Linked DNA regions of Mus musculus: region 1 is linked to region 2. Evidence: chromatin contacts called from public Hi-C data. All regions are on one chromosome and are shown on one strand. Each heading gives the region's core, a stretch centred on a gene start, on an enhancer-like site or on the middle of the called end of the contact. The rest is flanking DNA. Distances are from core to core; before and after follow the strand shown. Region 1 overlaps Trp63 (transformation related protein 63). Region 2 holds the start of Trp63 (transformation related protein 63).

Region 1 (3,962 bases), core at 1,057-3,556, 40 kb after region 2:
GATAACACCCCCCCTCCAAATTGGAGAAATATCATAGGAATCCAAAGAATGAATTCTAAAGTTTGGTGATGACATCAGAGTGTGGAAGAGGGATAATTAGTGCTCTGGGTCAATGAGAAGAGAAGAACCAAAGAATGAAAAAGAAGCCTAGTAGCTCTATGTGGATTTTCATCAAACTTGAAATGTTCATTACACATAAAGACAAAGAGGGAGCTATAGAAATGCGACCAATTTATTTGGTTTGTAAAATTCTCTCTGCCTACTGTAGATTATGGATTATTAAAATTCTGTATGTATTAATTAATGCAGGAAAGTAATAAGGCAACAATTATTCATTAACCAGCCTTCCCCATTTAAATACCAACACAGTGACCTTTAATATATCAAAGCCTTAGGTTTGCCTTAACTAGGTAGACTCTCAGCTAGCTCACCTGAGTTAATCCAACTGCTTAGCCCCAGCCAGCCAGGTGGCTAGTTATACCTTCCAGGCCCATAGTCTTGTCTGTCTCCTTTCATGTCTCCTGGCAAAAAGTGTTTCCTCTTTCTTCTTCTCAGGATACCATTCTCCCTCTCAGAAAATCCCATCTTAAACTTCCTGAAGGCTAAATGGCCATTACAGTTTTTAGTAAAGCCAATTGAAGAATGCCTTAGGATGACGAGGAAGGATAGAGACACGCTTTCACACAATATACCTGAACATTCTAGAATTTGAAATAATACCCTCATGTAGAAATTAAAAAGCATACTGGGAAAATATTTCAGTCCACGATAGAGGGTCAATACGTCCTAACATATATTTGAGCAAATATAGCAAAGCATAAGATCTCAGGTCCCAAGAAAATTCACAAAGACAATTGATAAGTAATTCCTCCAGGGAAGAATGCAGGTGACAAAAGCATATACAGAACAGTCAATTTCACCAATAATTGAAGAGAGCAAAATTAAAAGCAACCTGTCATTTTCTGATAGATAAATTGGTACCTTTATTTTCTCTTTGTACTGTTAATAGCCACTGCTGTGTAGAGGTATAGAATTTTAAAGTGTTACATCCTTCCAAAGGAAAATAGGGTAACATTTTGCAAAAGGGAAAAAAAATCACAATGGGGTTGGGGGTTGGTGAGCTTTCTTGGCACATACTGAGCCTTGAGTTTCTCCTCCCCAACAAATTGATTGTTTAGAAGTTTTATTTCCTGGAATCTGCCTTAAAGATGGAAAATGGTTTAGACTATTTGCGGTGTTGTTCACAGAAGCATTATTTATAAAGCCAAAGATGGCCCAAGGAAATCAACGATTAAGTACCCTTTGTGGCTTTTAGCTAATCTCTTTGCCACTTCTACTCTGAAATCGCCTATTCCAAATACACACAGACATCATTCCTACCTGTGTGCTTACAGTGTCTACTTGAAGAAGGCCCTTTACTCTGTTACCGTGACCAAGACCCTGAGTCTATGGCCTGCACTTGACCGAGACTCTTAAAAGGAGTGAGCCTGAATTTTTGTAAGCCTGGAAACTGAATGACTCATGGAGTCAAGGATACTGTGGCATACTGAAATTCATCATGTTAGGCCCTTCCCACCTACCATATTACATTTTAGCTAAACAAAAATATTATCTGATGCATCTATAGTCCCTATTCTCCAGATGAGAAAATTGAATTAGCATTTAAATTGCCTATGTAGCTAGCAAAGAGTAAATGTGAGGTGTTAGCCACATCTGTGTTAGTCTGTGAATAAAACATTTAATGATCATAAGAACAGAACCTAAAAGACTAACAGTAGCTAACTTATATTAGACAACCATGTGCTAGACTCATCAGTAAGTGCTTTCTATGTATCTCCTTCTTTATACTTGGCAACAATTCCATGAGCAAGACACTATTACTATCCCCATGCACAGAGAGGAAACAGGTATGAAGCCCTTATATAAGAAACCTAAGGCCTAACTTCTGTAAGTATTAGAGAACAAACGAAGCCATATCAATTACTCTTTCCTGAAATGTGGTACCTCCACTGCAGATGGGATGGTTTTGTAGCATGTTATAGCCTGCACTTCATTTATTCATTCCTTTTTGGAAACAAACCTTTGTCAACCCAATTGCTAAAGTACAAGATACCAAGGCACCAGACACACAGTAGGCAGCGGGAACAAATGCCATTTCTAAAACCCGAGAGCTATATTTCTTTCTTAGTTTCCGGTGACTCAGTCTCAGCCCCTATCATATTCCCCATATTGAATGTCCCACTACAGAGCCAAAAGATCTGAGTTTCCAGACAAAGCCAACATGATGACTTCACCTGCTGTTCCTTTGTTGGGAACTGTGTTTCCTCTTTATGCTTGCACATGACGTCATCGTGATAGCCTGCCAGTCTTAACCCTGCTCACTGCTTTTGAATTTGTAGAATTTCTGTCTTGAATGTCTTGGAGTAACAACAACTCAGCACCTGTTCTCAACGTGGTAAAGTGTACAGTGTTCTCACCAGAAGGATATCTGCAGAATGCAGACATGTCACCTATGATGAAAAATGGGCCACACAATGTTTTACATTCAAAATTGGAAGATTTGATTACATCATAGCCATTTGCAGCTTCAGCAACTGCCTGGAGACAGTTGGAGAAAATATTACTATAACTGCAATATGGGTGTAACCAACAAACAGAAACCCATAGCGTTTTATAGACTCTGTAAAGTTCATGTCACTTGATTTCCCAGAAGAAACTTTTCTTGCATCCTTTATTCTTTCCTGCAATAAGTCAATATTCACTCAAGAACTCCAGTAAGCCAGGCACTGTGTATATTCAGAAACAGTGAGCTCATTCGGCTACATTAGTTGTATCAAAATACTTATGATCCTATCAGGAGGAGAGATGATGGATTCCAATGCACCTGGTAAATATTGTAATGACCAGATGGACAGAATACTCTGAGAGTGGCACTCATAGAATGACTGATTCTACATTGCAAAGGTGAGAGAGCTTAGAAAGGGAAACGTAGAAATAGATCACTTCATGCAGATATAGTGATGTGAACAAAGCAGACTGTTTGAGAACTGTGGGTCCATTACCATAGCTGAAAGTGAGGGTGAAATGTGAGACAAGATTAAACTGGCATTATATAGAGGACTTGAAGAATTAAACTACATATTTCTAGGTATTTGCTATTATCTCCTTTCAGGAAGAAGAAATCTATAGGTGTATATAAAAAATTTAATGATGCTAATTCTGAGAAGGATAGAAGCATAGATAAAAGGGTAACTTGTATTCTACTCTGTAATTTGTGCCTTTTACATTTTTATAGTGGAAGAATATATATATATATATATATATATATATATATATGTATGTATATATATGTATATATATATAATATGTATATGTATACATATATATATAGTGAGAGAGAGATAACTAGACAAATAACGTGACATAGACTAATATAGTAGACAAAGGAATGACACGAAAGTGTGACAGATCCCAAGGAAAGTAGAAACGGGAATAAATGGGCTCTAGTGAAAATTCTGACATTTCCCCCTAAACATATGCCATTATTTTAGATGTGTCAAATAAACAGTGGTCAGAATCAGCCAGTTGGTTATCCCTATACGTAGGAACCTTCTTAAAGGTAAGTAGATTATAAGGAAATGGATAGAAGAAAGCTTGGATGGGAACTGTTCATGCTTGGAAGACTTGATGTTGGGCTCTTGCTTTCTCTTGCTCCTGCTTCCTTACCCTCGTCCCCTTCTCTCTCTCCGATCCCCTCCCCACTCCCCCTCCACGTGCTCATGGCCGGCCTCTACTTCGTGTTCTCTCTCTCTCTCTCTCTCTCTCTCTCTCTCTCTGCCTTTATCTCTAATCCATCAACTCCCCTCCCGATGTCCTGAATAAACTTTATTCTATACAAAAAAACAAAACAAAACAAAAAAAAAACTTGATGTTGTAAAAATCTAGTCAGTGACCTGGAGGTA
Region 2 (3,913 bases), core at 529-3,028:
AACCTTTTAAATTAAATTCTAAAACTTGTAAGTGAAAATATGTATGAAGAGTACTTGAAGACTGGTTATGTGGAAGTCCATGACGTTGAACCATGATATAAATTACTTTGACAAGTTCTTTCTTCTTTTCAGCAAGCACTTAATTATAAATACAAGGCGAAAGGTGAGCTCAGAACTTACCACTTCAGATCTGGTACTTGGGCCAGCCATCCTGGCAGAGTCATCCCAGGGTTAGAAATGGAATCTCAAACCCCACCCTGGAAATAACCAACCAGATTTTGCATGGACAAGAATTTCAAGTGACTCGCGGGTTTATTAAAATTTAAGACAGTCTCCACTAGAAATCCTAGTCCTAGTCTTTCTTAATTTTTCACGATTGAGGACTGAACGCAGGGCAGGGCCTTTTCCACACTAAACATGTGCTTTGGCATTAACTCTATTACCCCCTCCCATTCTTGTGTTCTGGGGGACAGCTTAAGCTGCCTTTGGCTAGGAGATCATTCTTTCTATGCCTTCAGAGATTCATCTCACAACTAAGAGTAGACAGGCCCTGTGTGATGAAACTCCCCCAAGTCCATGGCCATAGGAAATTGATTATTCTCAATTTAAGAACTTTATAATCAGGTCATCTGTATTTGCTCAGAGGAAGAAAGCCAAACACTTGATTCCAATGAGCAAATCTATAATTAATTAGTGAAACGATCTTTGCTCAAGTTTAACATTTTTTTTTAGAGCAAGCTGTCAGATTTGGCTGGAGCGCAGGCCGGCATGTGTGTGAGTTTCACAATTCACAGATGTTAGACACGCTCAGTCTGAGTTAAGAAAGAGAATGTCAAGTTTTAAATAGCTTCTCCCTGGCTGGAACAACAAATAAAACATCTTTATGAACACATTTTGAAGCAGAATTTCTTACAGGAAAATGTCAGATTTCTCTTCAGCTTGTCTCACAACTTTGACATTTTCTGATGTCACTAGTTTGCAGGTGTCTATGGCTGTGGCATGAATGGAGATATGTACGTAACATGTCAGTGACACTTGGGCACACAGCTCTAGTTCCCTCTTGGACTCTATTCTAATTTAGCTTCTGAATCATATTTCATTCAATTTCTAAATCCACAGAACCAGGATTGGTTTACAGCCTACATTCAGAAAGGAAACAAATTCATTATCATGGAGACTTTGCCTGATAATATATAATTCTTTACAATATAAAGAATGTCAGATTTTATAGTAAAGTAGGTAGAAGGAGACTAAAAAAAGTTAAAAGTGAGGCATAATAGAATGAGACAGAATGATAAGAGTTTGAAATAAACTTTATTTTTCCCCATTGACAGGCCATCTAAAATAATTCTAAATAAATATGAAAACAATAAAACAATTAGGAAACATTGTAAAAGAATATTAACTCCTATTTTTATATCACATAAAAATCCTATTACTTATATCTGTATGGTTAAAAAAAATCACTGCAGGCTATTTTCTTTTATTTGGGACAGAAACTATTTCTAAATACATATACATGATCTCTCTCTCTCTCTCTCTCTCTCTCTCTCTCTCTCTCTCTCTCTCTCTCTCTCTCTCTCTCTCTCTCTCTCTCTCTCTCTCTCTCTCGTTGAAATGAAGAGTGAGTTCTAGGTTAAATATAATCAAGGAATTTCCCTGTCTTTGCTATTTGAGATTGTGACCACAACAGGCGGTTGGCTGAAAGGGAGGCAGAAGGGGGTGGGGGTGGGGCAGGGAGAAGCCGAGAAAAAAAAAAGTCTCCTAAGCGTCTCTGCAAAACATTGTAGCCACAGCAGAACTGACAGGAGCTCTCAAATCAAGTCAGAATACAGATACAAGGAGATGTTATTCAGTTGGAGCAAGGGGGACATTTATTAGCTCAGTGACAAGTCCTGGCTTCTGTGATTAAACTCTGATGCCATTCATACCAGCACCCAATCCCAAGCAAGATCAGAAGTTCAGAGATGCCTACAAATTGCCAACAAGTGTGGCCACTCTACGTCAAGGGCTCTAAAACTGTGGCAGAGAGGAAGAACAGCTTTACAGGGGGTGCCCAGCTGGTAAGAATTGACGGTTTATGATGCTCTGGTTACTTGAAGACTCTCATTGGCTGAAAGGAAGAAACGCCCCGCCTCTTTGCAAATCTGAGTAAAGGGGGGAAGTGTCTAAACTTCTATGTCTGATGGCATTTGACCCTATTGCTTTCAGCCTCCTGGCTACATACCTAGATATTCTCAGGTGTATATGTATATTTTATAGAATTGCTTCCCATCTGTTGGTATCAAAGAGAGTTGAAGGAAATGAATTTTGAAACTTCACGGTGTGCCACCCTACAGTACTGCCCCGACCCTTACATCCAGCGGTGAGTTTAAATCTGACCTGGCGTCTGTCAAAACTGAACTGGTGTGCCTGGTGTATTCTGAGTGTTTCTGCTGTGTACTGAAGAAGCCCTCCTTGTTTAGCGAGCATAATAATACTACTTTGGACTTTGTATGGACTTAAAGTGGTTTGTAGATATCTTTTCTACAGTTATCTTATACTTTATTTCTTGAGTTACTAAGTGACAAAGTTTGAAGACATCCATGTTTTTAAATTTGTCACACTATTGTACTCTATAAGGAGAGAGAGTGGGGGAGAGAGAGAGAGAGAGAGAGAGAGAGAGAGAGAGAGAGAGCATGTAGCTCGGGTAGAAGATGTGGGAGGGTCAGGGAGATGTTGGAGGTTGGAGGAGGGGGATGAGATTATCAAAGAATTAATTAAAATATTACTTAAGATTGTCACACCATTTTAAAATGTTAAAAAATTTTAAAATGTACCACGTGCCATGCTCAGTCCCACCCACCAAAGAAAAAGAAATTTCATTGGACAGGGATATAATAATCTATTGGGCAATTTTCAAGTCAAAATAAACATTGGAAATTTTGATTTTTGTCTTAAAACTAAATAGCCATTGTTATGTGAAGCAGATTGTGGCTTGTCATTTTAGCTCTAAAGAATATTTTCTCTTTGATTTGTTTCAAAACAAACATCATCTTTTGACAAATATGACTTCCTAAAACCTGTGATGAAACTGAATTTTGTTTGTGTTTGTAGAAAAATATTTACCTTGCACTGAGAAGGAGTATTAGCAAGAGTTCACAATAGTGTGCCTCTGTCGGGGGAAGAGACTGTTTCAAATTAGAGTTTGCTATTTTTAAACTGGTAAATGAAATCCGAAGAGCGTTTCCCGTGTAAAGTTATGGGAGACATTCACACCATACAAAGCACTGTGATGTTGTTAATTTAACGGCATGAGATTTGAATCTGGAATTTGGTACTTTGTAAGACTTAGGAAAACGGCATGGTTAGAAAGGGGTTAAAGTGACACTTGCCACCTGTGCCTACTGGAGGCTCACACTAGAATCTGAGCCCTGGCTCTGGGCAGGACTAGGTTACCATAGCATTGCCTTGGATTGTGAAAGGCTATTTATTTTCACCAGTATAATTCACTCTCTTGTTGGCCTGACTCTTCCTCTTCCTGTGAGGTTTCTGGTGGGAAAAACAGACGAGGAAAGATACATGAAATGGAGAATACAGAAAGAGAAGACAGACTACAAATTCAAAGGAGAGCAACCCAACCAGATTGCTAATATCTCCCAGGTTGAAATGTGAAATGTGAATGGTTTCTTAACTCATTCGTCCGTTGTTTTCTCTACAAGTGTCTGTCTTAGGAAAAAAACAAATGGACCCTATCTTCTTAGATGACCTAAACAAGAAATTTAGTTGGAGCTGGGGACAGGAATGACAGACAATAAAGCCCAAGTATTGAGATCTCAAAGACCTTCCTGCAATCACCAGCTTCAGAATCAACATTTCTAAGAACCCAGCTGTGACTCAGCAGCAGCCCTTACCATGTCTCCTCCTGGCCCTC

The links. Hi-C and Micro-C count contacts between places; a contact is called where the count stands out from the background.
Region 1: a Hi-C map of myocytes shows a contact between it and region 2, with 2.5 times the contacts expected there. The contact joins the enhancer-like site here to the promoter of Trp63 in region 2. A contact is called at or near these places in 6 of 39 promoter capture datasets (the HPC-7 cell line, cranial neural crest, embryonic stem cells and 3 more), 1 of 15 datasets of contacts at CTCF or cohesin (the NIH/3T3 cell line), 2 of 484 Hi-C or Micro-C datasets (myocytes and uterus) and 1 of 9 other capture datasets (liver).

Annotation. Positions count from the first base shown.
Region 1 is chr16:25,720,980-25,724,941 of GRCm38.p6, forward strand. All of the region lies in intron 1 of Trp63 (transformation related protein 63), which reads left to right. Among named protein-coding and RNA genes, the nearest start is that of Gm24928, 20 kb to the left of the region's middle. Within about 2 kb of position 2,307, at least 9 of the 459 cell types and tissues checked have an H3K27ac peak or open chromatin away from gene starts, as enhancers often do. A contact at or near this core is called in myocytes, where this site is marked.
Region 2 is chr16:25,681,987-25,685,899 of GRCm38.p6, forward strand. Trp63 (transformation related protein 63) reads left to right here and starts at 1,779. Exons shown (of 14, transcript NM_001127259.1): 1 at 1,779-2,365. The coding sequence starts at 2,304.